Regions from separate parts of the Mus musculus genome. Here all the other regions are linked to region 3. A link is a contact called in public HiChIP or PLAC-seq and promoter capture Hi-C data. All regions are on one chromosome and are shown on one strand. The core of a region is the stretch at or near the end of the contact, and the rest is flanking DNA. Distances in the headings are between cores, read along the strand shown. Region 1 holds the start of Cyth1 (cytohesin 1). Region 2 holds the start of Actg1 (actin, gamma, cytoplasmic 1). Region 3 holds the start of Gaa (glucosidase, alpha, acid). Region 4 holds the start of Arl16 (ADP-ribosylation factor-like 16). Region 5 holds the start of Ppp1r27 (protein phosphatase 1, regulatory subunit 27).

What was found. Promoter capture Hi-C pulls out the DNA fragments that hold promoters and counts their contacts. HiChIP or PLAC-seq counts read pairs in DNA pulled down with a chosen protein or histone mark.
Region 1: a promoter capture Hi-C map of embryonic stem cells shows a contact between it and region 3, with 2.4 times the contacts expected there. The contact joins the promoter of Cyth1 here to the promoter of Gaa in region 3. A contact is called at or near these places in 3 of 39 promoter capture datasets (embryonic stem cells, liver and stem cell-derived epiblast-like cells).
Region 2: a promoter capture Hi-C map of liver shows a contact between it and region 3, with 5 times the contacts expected there. The contact joins the promoter of Actg1 here to the promoter of Gaa in region 3. A contact is called at or near these places in 3 of 39 promoter capture datasets (liver and stem cell-derived epiblast-like cells) and 4 of 115 datasets of contacts at active chromatin or transcription factors (bone marrow-derived dendritic cells, large pre-B cells, pancreatic cancer cells and 1 more).
Region 4: a FOXA1 HiChIP or PLAC-seq map of pancreatic cancer cells shows a contact between it and region 3. The contact joins the promoter of Arl16 here to the promoter of Gaa in region 3. A contact is called at or near these places in 1 of 39 promoter capture datasets (liver) and 1 of 115 datasets of contacts at active chromatin or transcription factors (pancreatic cancer cells).
Region 5: a contact with region 3 is called in a promoter capture Hi-C map of the C10 cell line, with 4 times the contacts expected there. The contact joins the promoter of Ppp1r27 here to the promoter of Gaa in region 3.

Annotation. Positions count from the first base shown.
Region 1 is chr11:118,246,549-118,249,900 of GRCm38.p6, reverse strand. It overlaps Cyth1 (cytohesin 1), which reads left to right and starts at 1,343. Exons shown (of 14, transcript NM_011180.4): 1 at 1,343-1,462. The coding sequence starts at 1,441.
Region 2 is chr11:120,346,977-120,349,931 of GRCm38.p6, reverse strand. Actg1 (actin, gamma, cytoplasmic 1) reads left to right here and starts at 1,437. Exons shown (of 6, transcript NM_009609.3): 1 at 1,437-1,507; 2 at 1,835-1,963; 3 at 2,057-2,296; 4 at 2,583-2,955. The coding sequence starts at 1,841. Mir6935 (microRNA 6935) reads left to right here and starts at 2,519; the gene lies at 2,519-2,582. 0610009L18Rik (RIKEN cDNA 0610009L18 gene) reads right to left here and starts at 1,254. Exons shown (of 2, transcript NR_038126.1): 1 at 1,070-1,254.
Region 3 is chr11:119,266,534-119,269,874 of GRCm38.p6, reverse strand. Gaa (glucosidase, alpha, acid) reads right to left here and starts at 1,912. Exons shown (of 20, transcript NM_008064.4): 1 at 1,653-1,912.
Region 4 is chr11:120,466,133-120,469,306 of GRCm38.p6, reverse strand. It overlaps Arl16 (ADP-ribosylation factor-like 16), which reads left to right and starts at 1,707. Exons shown (of 5, transcript NM_197995.2): 1 at 1,707-1,944; 2 at 2,067-2,125; 3 at 2,540-2,653. The coding sequence starts at 1,884. It overlaps Hgs (HGF-regulated tyrosine kinase substrate), which reads right to left and starts at 1,672. Exons shown (of 22, transcript NM_008244.3): 1 at 1,544-1,672; 2 at 214-298. The coding sequence starts at 1,580.
Region 5 is chr11:120,549,820-120,553,023 of GRCm38.p6, reverse strand. It overlaps Ppp1r27 (protein phosphatase 1, regulatory subunit 27), which reads left to right and starts at 1,892. Exons shown (of 3, transcript NM_026814.3): 1 at 1,892-2,160; 2 at 2,262-2,412; 3 at 2,695-3,049. The coding sequence starts at 1,971. The coding sequence ends at 2,818.

The sequences.
Region 1 (3,352 bases), core at 94-2,593, 1.0 Mb after region 3:
CAGACTAAGGCTGTTGGCCATGGGGGAGAAAGGATTGCTGCAGCCCATCCAGCGAAGAGAAGGACCCACAAGGAAAGACCTGACTCTCCTTCCTCCCCATGTGGTTGGCCTGGCCCCTTCATGCCCTGCAGAAGCCCAGAGATTCCCACAACCCTCTACAGGCAGTGATTTGCAGAGAGAGGGAGCTGTGGGGGTAGAAGGCTGGTTCTGGGGCTGCATGGGGGATTTCAAGTCTTTGTTTCAATCAGGAAGACCCGTCCCAAAACTTCCCAGTGTCTCTTTTGCTGTATTTGTAGGTTTTTGTTTTGTTTTGTTTTGTTTTGTTTTTGAGGTGGAGTTTCACTATATTGTCCTCCTGCCTCAGTTTCCTGGGACGCTAGACTAACAACAGGTATGCCACAGGCAAGCACCACTACCCCAGGCCTTTCTGGGGTAAGAAGGGTTTGTGCATGCTGTGGTGGAGGACATCCTGGACAGGGACCTACCACCCAGAGATGCCCCAGCCCATATAAGACCCTCTGAGTCTGGGAATTAGTTTTCTCCTTTCCCCTGGTCTCTGGGATGCAATCTAGGGTCTCTCACATTGCTAGGCAAGTGCTCTGTCATTGAGCTGCAATGCACTCCCTGCTGGTCACTTGGCTAGAGTTCACAGGACAGGGTGTTCCCTAAGGGCCTTTTCAGATCATTGGTTGGTGCTTCCACTGATTAATTCTGCAGAGACCTCCTACCGCATAAATGCTCTCACCTCCACAGAAGCAGCCCCTGGCCACAACTGCAAAGGGGGATCAACCGGTCCTCCCGAAGAAAGCAGCAGAGCCTGTAAATTGAGGCTACTAATTTGGAAGTTATGTCCTCCTGTGCAACTTGGCGCCGGTAGGAAGTATAAGTAACGAACACAGATGAGTTTAGGTAATTTCCTCCTCGACGTGTTGGTGTCCGAGGCGGATACAGCTAGGGCCACCTTACCCTTCGGGTTATACCCGTGACCTTGAGTATGTTTAACCAGCCGAGTGGCTGGACGCTGGCCCTGGCTAGTAAACCACGCCCGCGGCCTACGCACGCTTGTGAAACTTGAAACCCGAAACTGCCCTGCCCCGAGGAGAGGGGGCGGTACCTAAGGAGAGAGGGCGTGACTTGGGGGCGGAGTCATAGATAGGCAGAGCCTAGGTGCCGCGCTTGCGTAAACGCAAACTAAAGAGGTCCTCAAGGGGACGGGGCCTAGAGGGCGTTCACGCACGCGCGTTTTGGCTGTGGGCGGGACCTTGTGCCGGGGGCGGTGCCTCGGGCGGCGCGTGCGCAGGCGCGTGCTGGGCAGTGCGGGCGCGGTGCGGGGGGCGGGGCTCCGCGGCTCGGAGCTGGCCTGTGGCGAGCTGGTGTCTGGCAGGACGCGGGCTGCGGGAGGTCAGTGGCGGTCGCGGGCCGGAGCCGGTCGCCAGCACCATGGAGGACGATGACAGCTATGGTGAGTGGGGCCGGTCCGCTGCCCCTTCGTGAGCTTCCGCCTGCGCCGGTGTCCCTGGGACGGGACGCGGAGCGCCGGGTGGCGGCAGTGCGAGGGCCCGGGGGTGACTGCCCAGACGCTCGAGGGCCTGAGGGTCGCCGGGGCTGAGGGTCGCCTGGACCTTTGGGTCGCCGTGAACTGAGAGTCACCCGGGCCTGAGGGTCGCTGGGAACTGAGTGTCACTCGAGCCTGAGGGTTGCCGGGGCTGTGGGTCACCCAGGCCTGGAGGGTCACGGCAGGGGTCGCCCGAACCTGAGGGCGCCGACGGAGACGGGTGTAAAACCGGGAATTGCTTTCGGGCTCCAGGACCGAGGTTACTCGGGCCTGGGGGTCGCTGGGGCTGAGGTTTGCGAGTCTAGGGGCCCCGGAAGGGGAGTCGCCGGGGTTAGAGGGTCTCCGCGGCGGGGGTTAACCGGAGCGCTGAGGGTCATGAGGATGCTGAGGAGCCCCGGGGTGCCGAGGGGAGTCAGGGCCAGGTGACCGGGGTCGTAGTCTTTAAGACGAGTCGCCTGCTGCTTGTCACCGGGGTGGCAGACGCCGCGAGCGGCCGCGGGACTAACACGCCCGGCCGGCCTGTGTTCCCTAGTAGTTTCCGGCTCTCAGGGGTGTTAGAAGTTATGTGCCCCATCCAGCTCTTTGTTCTGAGATGAACACAAGTGGCCTGACCGGGGCCTCTGAGCCGGGGACGTCGGTCAGGTTCGTGCTACCGTCGCATTGTGAATTAGCTCCTGGTCCCCTGGTCTGTCAGTCAGGGCCTGACCACACCGGGCAAGGGGATCAAGTTTGAGCTGTTGCCTGAAGGTAGCCGGGTAATGACACCAGTCCACATCCTCCACCAGGGCAGAAGCGATTTAGACTCTCCTGGCTAACCTTGCTGCTTGTTGGCGAACAGCCAGGGCTCTGGTCCCTCCGAGGGTGTGCAGTCTCTGGAGTTGTAGAAGGTTATTTGAAATGCTTTACGTGGTTGTTAGCATTGTTTCCAGGAGGAATGGAAGAAGGAATGGCAGGTAGGGCGAGTGGTGACCTTTTACTGGTTTGGCAGGGAAGTATGGCTCAGGAACTTAACAAGCTTATACGGCTTAGTGGAGCCAAACTCCGGTGTGTTGCCTCACAGGTAACTTTGCCTCCTCACACTCTGGTGAGGAATATTAAAGTACCAAGAGGGAAGAGTGTTAGGGCTTTGCAGGGGAGCCCTTAGAGAACCCTGACCCGGTGAAGCCATGAGGATTATGGCTAACAACTCCCAGAGCTTCAGATGTGTGAACACTGACTGTTTCCTTGAATGTTAGAGGTCTGTGCCTTCCTGTTCAGTGGAAGAAGCCGGCTTTTGCTACCTTCCAGGTAAACATGGTGTGTGCCTTCCTTTGTGATAGAAAAGCAGTCACCTGCAGGCAGGCCCCGAGGGATTGCTCGGCCCCCTTGGACCCTCAGGGTTTTTTTCTTCGGTTGGAAACCTTCACTGGCTTTCCCCACTGCTCTTTTCTCTCCCCCTTGTCCTTTGTTGTCCCCTGGGTGCCAGGGTTCTGCCAAGCTTTGTTCTTACCCTCCCCTGGTTATTGCCCGCTGGGTGAGGCAAGAGCTGCTGTTCTGGTTGGTTTAATAGTGACTTCTTTGACTCAGGCATGACTTGTACTAGGGAAGGAAAAATGGAAGGCTTTGGTTCCTGTTACTGCCAGGAATAGAGGGACTCAAACCCAAATTTACTCTGTAGATCTGGAGGTGAGAGTCCAAATTAGGTCACACTGGGCTGATACCAAGATTTTGTTAGGGTAGTGTTCCTGCCAGAGACTGGAGGGAAAAGTCGGCCTCCTTTCCTTTCCTAGCTCCAGAGGATGCTTCGCTTCCCTTGGA
Region 2 (2,955 bases), core at 188-2,687, 1.1 Mb before region 3:
AGCCATGGGCGTGTCAGAGGTGTGAGTGCTCACCGAAACCTTCCACTTTCCCCACGACTCTCACCCCCACCTACAAGTGTTAGTTAGCTGTTAGCTCCTGTAGGCTCATGGTGGGGTCCTGGAGGTCCAGCCCTGCATCCCCCTCATGGGTGGTGCTCCCATTTGACAGGCACCTCTGTACAACCACAGGGCCAGCGCCCTTCTTTCTAGGCCTGATGTTGCACAAAAGGTGACTGAGTGTTGGCACGGGTTTATGGCCAGCAGGTAAGCAGGGCAGGCTGCTTGGTCCCCCTGGGTCTTGTGTTCATGTCTCAGATGGGGAGCTGACCTTGCAGGGCTGCCTGAGAGCGCCTGTGCATAGGGTGGGAGTGGCACCCCGTACCTGCTCGAATCAAGCTCTGTGCCCTGTGACCTTGGAGTCCCTCACCTCACTGCTACCCTCCGCTTCATTCCACAATGAACCATTCCAGAAGCTTACAAATAAAACCCGGTTAACTCCCGTGCCAGCTTTCTCTTCAGGCACCATCTAGGACGGCAGCGCCACGACCCTGCTAAGGGTGACAAGTTTCCAAACAGCCGGGAGAAGGGCAGCGAGGCCGGCCCGCCCCCCACGCCTGTCCGGAGGGGACTAAGGCCTAAGCATTCTGTGCCCAAAACCAGTTTGACCCGGACTTCATAATCAGTGGAGAGGAGTCTCGCCAGCTGACCCACGCGGGGGGCGGGGCTGGACCATCCTGAAAGTCGGGAGACTTCCCCTGCCTCAGTTTCCCTACAATGTGTCCCGCAAAGCCAGCATAACACAATGCCCACTCACACCACCACCACCACCTTCTTTGATGCCCAGGGACACCCAACCCCGTGACGACCCCTCCTCCAATAAAGGGACATGGCTGAAGTGGAAGAACTGGTGACCCTCTCCCACGTGACTGGGATGTGATGGCCGCTCCCCGGACCCCCGGGAATCCCTCCAGCCCGTCCCCAGCCAGGCACACACGGACCCTGTAGAGAAAGGTCCTGGGGGGTGTGCGGGGCACAGGATTCACATAGGGGCGGGGGCCACGGGACTCACCCCAGATCGGGGCGCGGCCCGCCCCGGGCTTGGCAGTTTCGGGGCGCAGCCCGGGCCCTCCCTGCTACGCGGCAGTCCCGGGGCAGGGCAGGGCCGATCGCACGCACGCCACTCGCCGAGACCCCCGCGAGCAAGAACCGGGCCTCCCGGGGTCGCGAGCGCGCGGGGGCGGCGCGGGCGGGGCCGTTGGCGGCGGCGCGGGCCAGGGGCGGGCGGGCCCGGGCCCCACGTGTCCCTGGCGGGCGGGCCAATAGGCGCCCGGCTTTTGGAAAGATCGCCATATATGGACATGTTCTGGGGCCGCGCGCGCCCCCGCCCGCGCGCGCGGCCCGCTCCCGCTTAAATAGCGGCGGGGGAGGCCGCGGTCGGTCTCACACTCCGCCGCCGGCTTACACTGCGCTTCTTGCCGCTCCTCCGTCGCCGCCGCGTCCTTCGCCGGTAAGCTGCCGCTCCCCGGGCTTGGCCCAGTGACTTCCTGTGGCCCTTTCTTCCCGCTCACCCTGCCTGCCGCACCGCTGCGGAGCGGAGCGGAGCGCAGGGCGCCTGACGGGTGGGCCTGGGTCTGCAGCCGCGGCTGGGGGCAGGGCGGGGCCCGACGCAATGCGCAGCCCCTCCTCGCCGCGGCGGAACGGGGCGCTGCCGGTAGCCGACGGTTACGCCGCCCGGGGTGGGGACTGCACTCCTCCGGGGTGGCTCGGCCCTGGCCGAGGACATTTTCTGAGTTCGGTGAGGGCTGCGCTAATTCCGGGGCTTCTTCCTGCGCAGATCGCAATGGAAGAAGAAATCGCCGCACTCGTCATTGACAATGGCTCCGGCATGTGCAAAGCCGGCTTTGCTGGCGACGACGCCCCCAGGGCCGTGTTCCCTTCCATCGTAGGGCGCCCCCGACACCAGGTTAGTTGAGAGGAGTGGCCTCCCTTGTGTTCTCTCTGGGCCCGGGTCGCGCGGTGGGTGGGGCGAGTCTGACCGCGGCCTTTTCTCTCGCAGGGCGTCATGGTGGGCATGGGCCAGAAAGACTCATACGTGGGTGACGAGGCCCAGAGCAAGAGGGGTATCCTGACCCTGAAGTACCCTATCGAACACGGCATTGTCACTAACTGGGACGACATGGAGAAGATCTGGCACCACACCTTCTACAATGAGCTGCGTGTGGCTCCTGAGGAGCACCCGGTGCTTCTGACCGAGGCCCCCCTGAACCCCAAAGCTAACAGAGAGAAGATGACGCAGGTATGCTTGAGCCGGGACCTTGCCTCCCCTTGGGCGTGACGAGTCATTTTGTGTTGTGCCTCATTTCCTGACATTCAAGCGTTTCTTTGGTGTTTCTAGGGTTCTGTTCCTCTTCTCCTGGCATTTCCTCCCTGAAGCCTCCAGGTTTCTGTTTGCGTTTCTGCTTGCGTTCTGTTCTTTTTTTCTTCACACATCACATTTGTGGCATGCAGCATGCAGAGTGTGGGTGTGGGAGGCTCAGGGCCCCTGCTACTCACTCACTCAGGTGTTCTTTGTCTTTCCACAGATAATGTTTGAAACCTTCAATACCCCAGCCATGTACGTGGCCATTCAGGCGGTGCTGTCCTTGTATGCATCTGGGCGCACCACTGGCATTGTCATGGACTCTGGTGACGGGGTCACACACACAGTGCCCATCTATGAGGGCTACGCCCTTCCCCACGCCATCTTGCGTCTGGACCTGGCTGGCCGGGACCTGACAGACTACCTCATGAAGATCCTGACTGAACGGGGCTACAGCTTTACCACCACTGCTGAGAGGGAAATTGTTCGTGACATAAAGGAGAAGCTGTGCTATGTTGCCCTGGATTTTGAGCAAGAAATGGCTACTGCTGCATCATCTTCCTCCTTGGAGAAGAGTTACGAGCTGCCCGACGGGC
Region 3 (3,341 bases), core at 663-3,162:
AGGGAGCCAGGACTTTATCGCAGGGCCTTCTGTGTAAGAGAAAAGGGTGAGTGGGAAGGTGGAAGAGCCACCACACCCAAGTCCTACCCCAAGGGGAGGAAGTTGGGAGTGAAGAGCCCAGGACTGGGCCACAGGGTTCACTAGCTGCAGGAGTGTGGGCCTTCTGGAAATGGGGCTTGGGTAGAAGGCTGGGGTGACTTCTCCATGTGGTGGGGCTCAGCACAGAGGACGGTTCTCAGGGTCACCAGACACACTCAGGAGATGGCCCGGCTGCAGAAGAGGCAGCTGTGAATACTGATTAGCACTTGGGGACCAACTGTGGCCATTGGTGAGTCAGGGTGCTTCTGGTTGGCAGTGTTTACCCACAATTCCTGTGACTTTCTCCGGCTAGTGGCTCCCCAGTTTTCCAGTCCAGGAGGGGGTTGTTAACTATGACCCGGCTGGGGCTCTGCCACGCCTAGATGCCAGTAAGCCCCAGGTTGCCGCCATACCTCTCTGATGGACTGCCTATAGACCATGGTGGTTCCGAGGACCCCTACACCATGCACCAAGTTTGGCAATTCACTAGACTATCTCACAGAACTCAGAAAAGCACTTCACTTATATTTACTGGTTGGTTGGTTTTGAAAGCTGTAACTCAAGAACAGCCAGAATGAAGAAATGGGTGGAGAACGGTTGGGAGTGGCTCCCAGGCTCCCAACACTCAAATGTGTTGATCAACTGGGATGGTCTCTGAACCCACGTGGCTGCCATGTTGAGACAGGGTCTGCAGTAGCCCAGGCTTGCCTTAACTTGCTATGAAGCCAGGGATGGCTTGGGTCCCTGCCACCATCTCCTACACGCTGGGCTTTCTGGCATTGGAGACCACAGCCAGCTCTGTTCAGTTCTGTGGGCCTTCGGTTACGTAGGCATGACTGAAATCCGTTACCATGGTGAGTGATTCTCCAGCATCTTGAGGGAGTTGGAGTGCTTGCGTAGGCTGCAGTTTCCTACCCTCCAATCACGCCTTGGTCTTTCAGGTGCCCAGCGGCCATAATGAGCCACCATAATGAGCCACAGAAAGATCCAGTGTGTGGATCTGGCTCGAAGACCAGAGACCCATTTTGTCTTTACTGCCGAGTAAGGCCCAGCTCCACCTGGCCCTTCCAGACGTAAGTGACACTGACCATGATTCAGCATCTAAGGACACTCGCAGGCTCAAATTCTGCGGGGCAGGGTGGGAATCTGCATTTTCCAGGACCCTCCAAGGAGGCCGCAGGGCGCAACTCAGAAACACACGCATTAGAACAAAGTCCCAGAAACTGGGAGCAGGCAGCTGAGGCCCGTTCTCTCAGCCACAATTTAGAGAAAAAAACATGGGAAGGAACTGAACTCAGAGGCCACGGCTGACCTGGTGACCTCAAGCTTGCTTTCTGGAAAGCAGCTGGATCGCTGCGTCACCAGGCACAGGCGTGTCCAAATCCAACCTGTCAGACACGGGAGGTCAAAGTGAAGGTTCTCGGTTTCTCTGTGCCTCAGTTTCCCCCTGCGTCACATACACACAGAGCTTTGCCCGCCTGGTACTGCGGGCACGAACTAGAATCCCGGACTTTACCGGAGCCTGCTGTCTTACTAAGGTCACCGTCCGTGGCTGCCTGGGTCGGGGGTCTCACCTATGCCGCGTGTCTCTGCTCGATTCTCCAAAGCAGGAACTCGCTGACAGTCGGCCCTGCCTGCCTGGAGGAGGCCGCTCCTCCGGAGGCTCTGGGGCCGGAGACAGCCTTCACCAGCTCGCCCAGCTCACCTGCGCAATCACCCTCCAGGCCGAAGACCCCCAGGCTCAGCGGGCAGCGTGGGTCACGTGGTCTGTGGGCGGGGCTCGTCCGCGCGGACCTCGTCACACGACCTCCTGCGTAGGCGGCGGAGTCCGTGTGAGTGTTATCGCTGCGCCCCCTAGTGGCTGAGGGCGACAGTGAGCGCAGGTGTTGGAATGGCAGCCATAGGACGTCATCGCGTTGCAAAAGCTCCAGTAGATTAAACCAGCCCAGACCTGGAGTCAGAGTCAAACACGTGATCGCACAGAAAACCTACGATGGTGAAACAGTAAATGATCCGGGGCATTTGATATAAGTATGATGCAGGTCATACATTGAGCCAGAAGCCCGGGGTAGTAGTGCAGGCATGTGATCCCAGCACTCGGGAAGCAGCAGCAAGAAAGATTGACAATTTGAGGCCAGCATACGACACCTGGTGAAACTCTGTTTCAAAAACCAAAGTTGGCAGGCCGGATGTAGATAGGGGTAGAGCACTGGCCTACCATGTGCAAGGCCCTGACTCTCCTGTACTGCTGGGACCACTGGGGGGTGGAGGGGCATTTGTGCCTCTGGCTGTCAAACTTTTGAAACAATGTACACCAAGAAATTCAACGCCCCCCTCCCCATCCCATGCTGGGAGAGGAGAAAGGCCTGAGAAGACGGTGTCCTCAGCTCTGGCAGCTTGTCGGAGCACAGTGTGTGCAGGCAGGATAATGAGAGCCAAGAGGACTGGCCAGCGAGGGAAGGTGGATGGACTCTGGCCAGCTTGAATGTGCTGAGCTTGGCTCTGGCAATCTTTCCCTTGTGCCCATTCCCTCTGCCTTGCTAAAGAAAAACAAAACAAAACAAAACAAACAAACATTAGATTACATTCCTAAAGCTAGCCATCAAGGTCTCTTCCCTTATTTGGCCACTTCCTCCGCCTAAGGCTGACTGCCAGGGGCCAGCTGTTAAAGTATTGAAGTCCAGCAATCCGAAGCCCCCTTTGGTTCATGTAATTAATACACCAAACCAAACCTTACCACCGCATGCTAGCCCATCCTAACACAGGCCTCCCCTTCTCTCTTCTTTTTTTTTTTTTTTTTTTTTTGTGTGGTTTTTTGAGACAGGGTTTCTCTGTGTAGACCAGGCTGGCCTCGAACTCAGAAATCCGCCTGCCTCTGCCTCCCGGGTGCTGGGATTAAAGGCGTGCGCCACCACGCCCGGCCCCTTCTCTCTTCTTAAAAATGACACCAGCAGCCAACAATGGCAGCACACGCCTTTGATCCCAGCACTGTGAGGCAGAAGCAAGTGGAGCTCTGATTTTCAGGACAGCCTGGTGTACATACAGAGTGAGTTCCAGGATAGCCAACGGTACACAGAGACCCTGTCTTGGGCCCGCCCATCCCCCCTTACACCTGCCGAGTCATTTGCTGCTGTTCTTCACCTTTGTTCCTGGTGGCTTGTGCCTATTCTGGGGTCCGACAGGGAAACCCCTGCTCTGCAGAGGTCTCCTAACAGACAGGAGCGTCCCGTGACCAAGCATGCTTGGCTACACAGCTCTTCTGC
Region 4 (3,174 bases), core at 458-2,957, 1.2 Mb before region 3:
TAGGCAAATACTCTACCAACTGAAATATAAGCCAACCATGAGTTTAGCCTGACAGACCTCCTCAAGGAAATATCAGTGAGTCTAAGTATCTCCAAATTGTGCTGTTTTAATTGTCCCAAGATATCAAAACAATCTGGATTAAAAAAAAACAAAAAAACAAAAAACTCATGTTGCCCATTTAATCTTAGAAGAGGGGTGGTTCTCTTCACTTACTGTGTGTCCCCCTGACGGATCAGGTCGCAGATCTGTAGAATGGACTCCCAGTCTGTCTCCAACAGAAGCTGGCTGGTGGCTTTGTCTAAAGGGAAGAGATGCCCATTCAAAGGGTCCATTGAGCTATGTTTCCGAGCCGGCCCGTCAAAAGTCAAGAACATCCCTCATTTTATACAGCCAAAACCAAACTGAAAATCCTCTTGAAGTACACTGACAACCATGGAAATGGCATCCTCCCATGCAAGAAGCAAATAATGTGGAAATGATACTTAGTCCCTATCAGCTGTCAGCTCAAGCTCGGCTTCACTCAGTTCCCACAGACCCTCTGGAGAGAGGTACTACTTGCATCTGCTTTAAAGATAAAGGAGGTAGAGAATGCCCTTTGTCACAGCTTGCTGGGCACTTTAAAATGGCATACCCTGCTGCTTCTCAACAGAGTCCCATCATTTAGAAGTTTTGTCCTTTACCTCTTAGCTGGGTAATGTAATGGGTCCCTTAGCAAGCTCTAGAAGATGAGGGATGATTTCTCCATGTCAAGTGGTACCCCCAGCCAACACCTCTTCACACTCGGATCACCCCTCCCTTACGAAAGTGAGCTATCCCAAGATACACCACCCTTGTTACTCATTCAACAAGTTAGTGGATTCATACCTGACGTGCTGAACCTCCCAGGATATGAGACTAAGGTAAACATCTCATCATCTAAGATTCCCCTTTGAAAACCTTAGCTCAAAAAGGAGCAAGTGAGCAGCCTAGGATGGGGCCTGCTCCTGAACACATTTATTGAGGGAATGGTGCATGCATGTCAAACTCATTTTTCCCTCCTAAAATTTACACTGTCCAGGAACCTCAGATAGTGATATCAACAAGCACCTTCAAAAATGAGAAATACATGTCTTCTCAAACCCCCAGGCACTACCAGAGCGCAAGAGGCTGAGGTCCTAGGAAGCATTCCCCAAGGGGCTCGAAAGGTTTAAGGAAGGCAGTATCGGTTCCACCCTGCGAAAAGGTATCGGGGTCTGAGACCCGCATGAAGCTAAGATCTGAGTCATGACTTCATGACTCAGGACTTTGGCCCAATCGGTTCAGGACCGTCGGACCCGGAGGAAGAGAGGTCCGTCACGGACCCCCAAAGAGCATTCGTCACTGGAACCCCAGGACTCAGTGTACAGCCCGGGCGGCCACACCCGAGGCCCGGGAACCGTGCAGTGCTCCCCGGAGGCCGACGGCCGGTCTAGGTGGCCGGCCCGCTCTCCTGAGACCTACGGAGGCAGCATCTGGCCGGTGCGCGCGAGGGAGCTGACTTGGAGCTGACGGGCGGACGCGTTACCTAGGAGACGCTCGAAGGTGCCGCTGCCTCGCCCCATGGCGACCCCACTCCGGACCGACGCTGCAGTCGCTCCCTCTTTCGGAGCTGACGCGCCCCCCAACTTCCGCTTCCGCCTTTCTTTTTCTGCTCGCGCACGCGCAACGCCTCCGCGCCGCCCCGAGTCCTGCTCCATGGCGAGACTTGCGCTTACACACTGACTCTGAGCGTCCATTGGACCGCTCAGTCCATTGGGACTAACCAATGAGCAGCCTGGACGAGCGGTCTATCCAATGAAAGCTAAGCGGAGGCGGGCCTCATTGCGTGGTAGCTCGGAGGTACAAGCGCGTTATCCGAGGAAGGGATGTGTCTCCTGCTTGGAGCTGCTGGGGTCGGGAAGACCCTGCTGGTGAAACGCCTTCAGAATATCCTTCCGCGCCGAGTGGGCAGGCAGGGAGTCCCAGGCAGGGTGGGGAGGGAGCACACCGGGGTCGCTCATCACGGGAACTCCTCCCTCTGCCACGCCATGGCCCTTGACCGCCGGGACAGCTGAGCTCCGGAGATGGCAAAGGCGACCTGGGAGAGCCCCCACCGACGCGGCCCACGGTAGGTGTCGGCCTCTCTCAGGTCATGCATGCCCTTTGAGGCTTGCAAAGGTCCTCAGACCTCTTCTAATGGAAGCCGCGGTGCCTGTGGTCAGTAGGTTGGGTACTGTCTGCGGCAGAGGAACTCCCATCACTAGACTTCTGAGTGTGGAGAACCCGAAGCCCGTCTTCCGGTGGGCACCTTTCTCTCCCATCCCTAGAAATTCATTCCCTCGTCACTCTCAAGGCCCATCTCTATGGTTGACGTTGGCCTGGAGCCCCCAGAGAGCTGCATTTCTTGGTGGCGAGAGCAGAGGGCTTGAGCAGTTGTCACTGGCTGTGGATGCTTAGCTCCCTCATGGCGGTGCTGCCATCCAGAAGCTCACCACAGCACACCGCTTGCGCTGGTCTCAGTGCATCGTGGTTTTTTCCATAGGTGGGCACCAACCTTACAGACATTGTGGCCCACAGGAAGATCACCATCCGAGAGCTCGGGGGATGCATGAGCCCCATCTGGTCCAGTTACTATGGAAACTGCCATTCGCTCTTGGTGAGTTAATACTTCAAGCTTCTTTGGAGGTCAGTTTTGTCTGACTCCCTGAACCATCAAGTATTGGCCCTGCTTTTCATGGGATCGGGTTTGGGGGTCTTTGATGACTGTGCATTGGTCTGATTTCCTGAGCAGGGCTCAGATTCTAGGAGGCTTGTTGAAGGCACAGCATGTTCTATGCCTTGATACCTGAATACGACCAACACTTTACATCCCTCTTGTTGGTCCTATCTGTAGAAGGAAGGGGCATCAAATTCTGGGATGAAGAGCTGATGGCCACAGTAGACTTAATTTTACTTAAAGACACCAGTGACAGTCATCCTCGTACAACTCCCCCTTGGCTATTTCCAAAACCTGTTGTTTAAAAGCCAATCTGGGGCTGGATATGTAGCTCAGGAGAGTGCTTGCCCTAGCTACACTTGAAGCCCTAGGTTCAAACTCCTGCATCATAAATTTAAATCCACTTAAAAAGTTGTCTGTGTGCTTTTGTGAAATGACCAGACAGGGCTCTGGTCAGGACT
Region 5 (3,204 bases), core at 643-3,142, 1.3 Mb before region 3:
GTTCTCATTCAGTGTGTCTTGGAGCCAGTGGACCTCGGCTTTACACCTACAGGGTGTGTGACATGTTGGCTTGACGATGGCTGGAAAGCAGCCAGGTGATGTAAGGCCCACTGCTAACCACACTGCTGTCCCAGCTCGCCAGCCTGCCAAGTCTCTGTCCAGGCACAGGCCTCTCACGATCACCTAGCAATCTCATCAGTATAGTGAGTGGGTTGTCTCCAGTCTCACAAATTTATGTCCTAGCTCTCAATACTTTTTTTGCAGTTGTTTTGAGATAGGTTGTGTGTGTGTGTGTGTGTGTGTGTGTGTGTGTGTGTGTGTGTGTGTGTAACAGCCCTGCCTGTCCTGGAACTCTGTTAGATCAGGCTGGTCTCAAACTGAGATCTGCCTGCCTCTGCTTTCTGAGTGCTGGGATTAAATAAAGGTGTGCAACACTGTGCCTGGCTGCTCTTGATACTTTTCAATGTGACTGTTTGGGTAATAGGATAAGGTCATATTGTAGTGCACTGTGCCCTAAATCTTTGTAAGAACATTTATGCCTTTGTAAGGAGCTATCTGAGCCAGATGTGACAGCACAGGCCTGTAATTCTAGCACAATTTTGAGGAGCCTGAGGGAGAATTCTGAGTTCAGGACTGGCCAACCTGGAAAACAACTACCTTCCCTGGGGGTGGGGGGAAATAAAAAAAGTAATGGGGTAACTGACTGTGGTAGTGCACCCTCGTAAACTCGCAGGTGGTAACTGAGGGCAGGATGCTCAGGAGTTTGCCTGAGTTACAAAGAAAAGTGTATGTGTGGGGGCATAGGATTTGGACACAGGCGTAGACAGCAGCGTTAGATATGAATGGAGGGATTGTGTGATACTTTTAGAAGCCAAAGAACACCAAGGACTGAGGCTGGTAAACTCTGGTAAGCTTGGTGCAAAGGCTCCCTCAGAACCTCAGAAGGAGCCCTTCCTGGTATGAGGCTGCCAGCCACTGCAACCATGAGGGTTTAAGTTCTGGCTTAACCCAATCTGCAGAGTCCACCATTAGCATTCAGGGATGCAGGGGAAGCTGTTGAGTTGGGAGCTATCTGTAGCTCCACAGCCAAGCTTCTGGGCTCCTCTGGCCCAACTCTGTTCTTGCATTCTGTCTACCTGGTAGTCTCATACCCCCAAGCCAAGCATCGCCTGACACCACAGTTGAACCTGTTGTAAAAGCAAGACAGCTGGCAAAGAAGCTGCAGGAAGCTTTGTATGGGGTCCTTCCCTTTCTTCACCCATAATGGAAACCATCCCCTGACTCTTAGGATCAGACTGGATATCTTCAACATGAGTCCATAGGCTGTCCAGAAAACAGAGGCAGTATGTGTGTGTGCTGGGTGAGTCCCATAGGACTAGTAGTGTTGATCTGTCTGTAGAGTTGAGATGTCAGTATGATGCACCCTAAAGGCAGTTTTGGGAATCTACTCTTGGAGAGGTGAGAGTGACACATTGGGAAATGGACAGGGCTGTGACCTCCTAAATGACAATGGATTGGTGCTCTTCAGATGGGGAGGGAGCTCAGCTCCCAGTAGGTAGACAGGTGATCCATCATCCTTTAAGCTTAGACCCTCTTGATGCCCTTGAGCTCACATCCACAGCTTTCTTCATGGACTCTCTCCTAGTCCTTCTGTCCTCTATAAGGCACCTTCTAGGTCCAGCTGCGGAGAGGGAGTAGTAGCCAGGAAGGATCTGACCCCTTTGGCCGGACATAGTGACAGGTGTGCTGAAAGATGAGCCACTAAACATGATCCTGTGCTCAGGGAGCGCGGAGCAGCTCAGTTTCAGCCCCTCGCGTCTGCAAGCATGACTGCGTGGCTTTATATAGCCTCGCAAGCCCTTTATAAGCTGGAATCGAGGTTCTGTCGAGCAGGAGAGCTTACACAGATCTGGTCTGGTAGGGACACTTTCTCACTCATACCCACAGAGATAGCCCACCTCAATCCCAGGATGCCCAGCCGAACGGTCCGCTATGCTCGCTACAGCCCCCGACAGCGGAGGCGGCGGATGTTGGCCGATCGGAGCGTGCGCTTCCCTAACGATGTTCTCTTCTTGGACCACATTCGACAAGGCGACCTGGAGCAGGTGGGACGCTTTATCCGGGCTCGGAAAGTCTCCCTAGACACTATCCATCCCTCAGGTGAGTAGATAACTGAGAGTCTGGCCTTCTGTCCATAAGGAGGCAGGGGAGATCCTCTTCTGAGGGTTACAGCTTTGACCCTGTGTTCCCACCCTGCCCAGGACTGGCTGCTCTGCATGAAGCTGTGCTCTCTGGAAACCTAGAGTGTGTGAAGTTGCTAGTCAAATACGGGGCTGACATTCACCAGCGGGATGAGACAGGCTGGACACCACTGCACATCGCTTGCAGTGATGGGTACCCTGACATAGCCAGGTGAGACTATGGAATGTGGTTCAGAGGTTTCATCCTAATCTCTCCAGGTGGACCCCCCCAAAATATGGCTCTGAGGATGTAGGCATCAACTCAGGGATTCTGGCAGTTTCTACCCGATTGCAACATTAGAGCAAGCCGGAAAATCTGGCCACAGCTTCCAAGGGGTCAGGTTTCTTCCTCCTCACTCTGCCTGGAAAAAACAAACAGGTGACCCCAATATTCTAGCCTTTTGGCCCCGGAGTGGGCTGAGTAGGCTTTAACCACCTGCCCTTCACACCTCAGGTATCTCATCTCTTTGGGGGCAGACAGAGATGCAGCCAATGATGATGGCGATCTGCCCTCCGACCTTATTGACCCGGACTTCAAAGACTTGGTGGAACTCTTCAAAGGAACCAGCATGGACTGAGCCAGGAGAGCCCTTTGGGGCTTGCGCCTCCTTGGAGAAGTGGCAAGCACCTTGCCCCAAGGACTAGAGTGCCCACTGGATGTGCAGTGAGGCAGCCAGGCTGGTTAGGACTTGTGGGGAACGACCCTCTTGCCCCTATACCCATTTCTCTGGCCTGGCTTTTTCTCCAGGTTTGTTTGTTTTTTAATGGTGATACTTTTTACTTTTTCAATAAACATAATTCCCAAGCTGTGATGATGACTTGATTAGCGCAGTCCAGTACAAAACCATCGCCAGGTACGCGGGGGCTCGCTGGCAGCGCAGGGCCGGGGAAATGCGTGTCCGGGGCCGGTGCGCCGATGTTCTTGTTCAGAGATGCCCGGCAACCCCTCCCTTCCCCCGACACC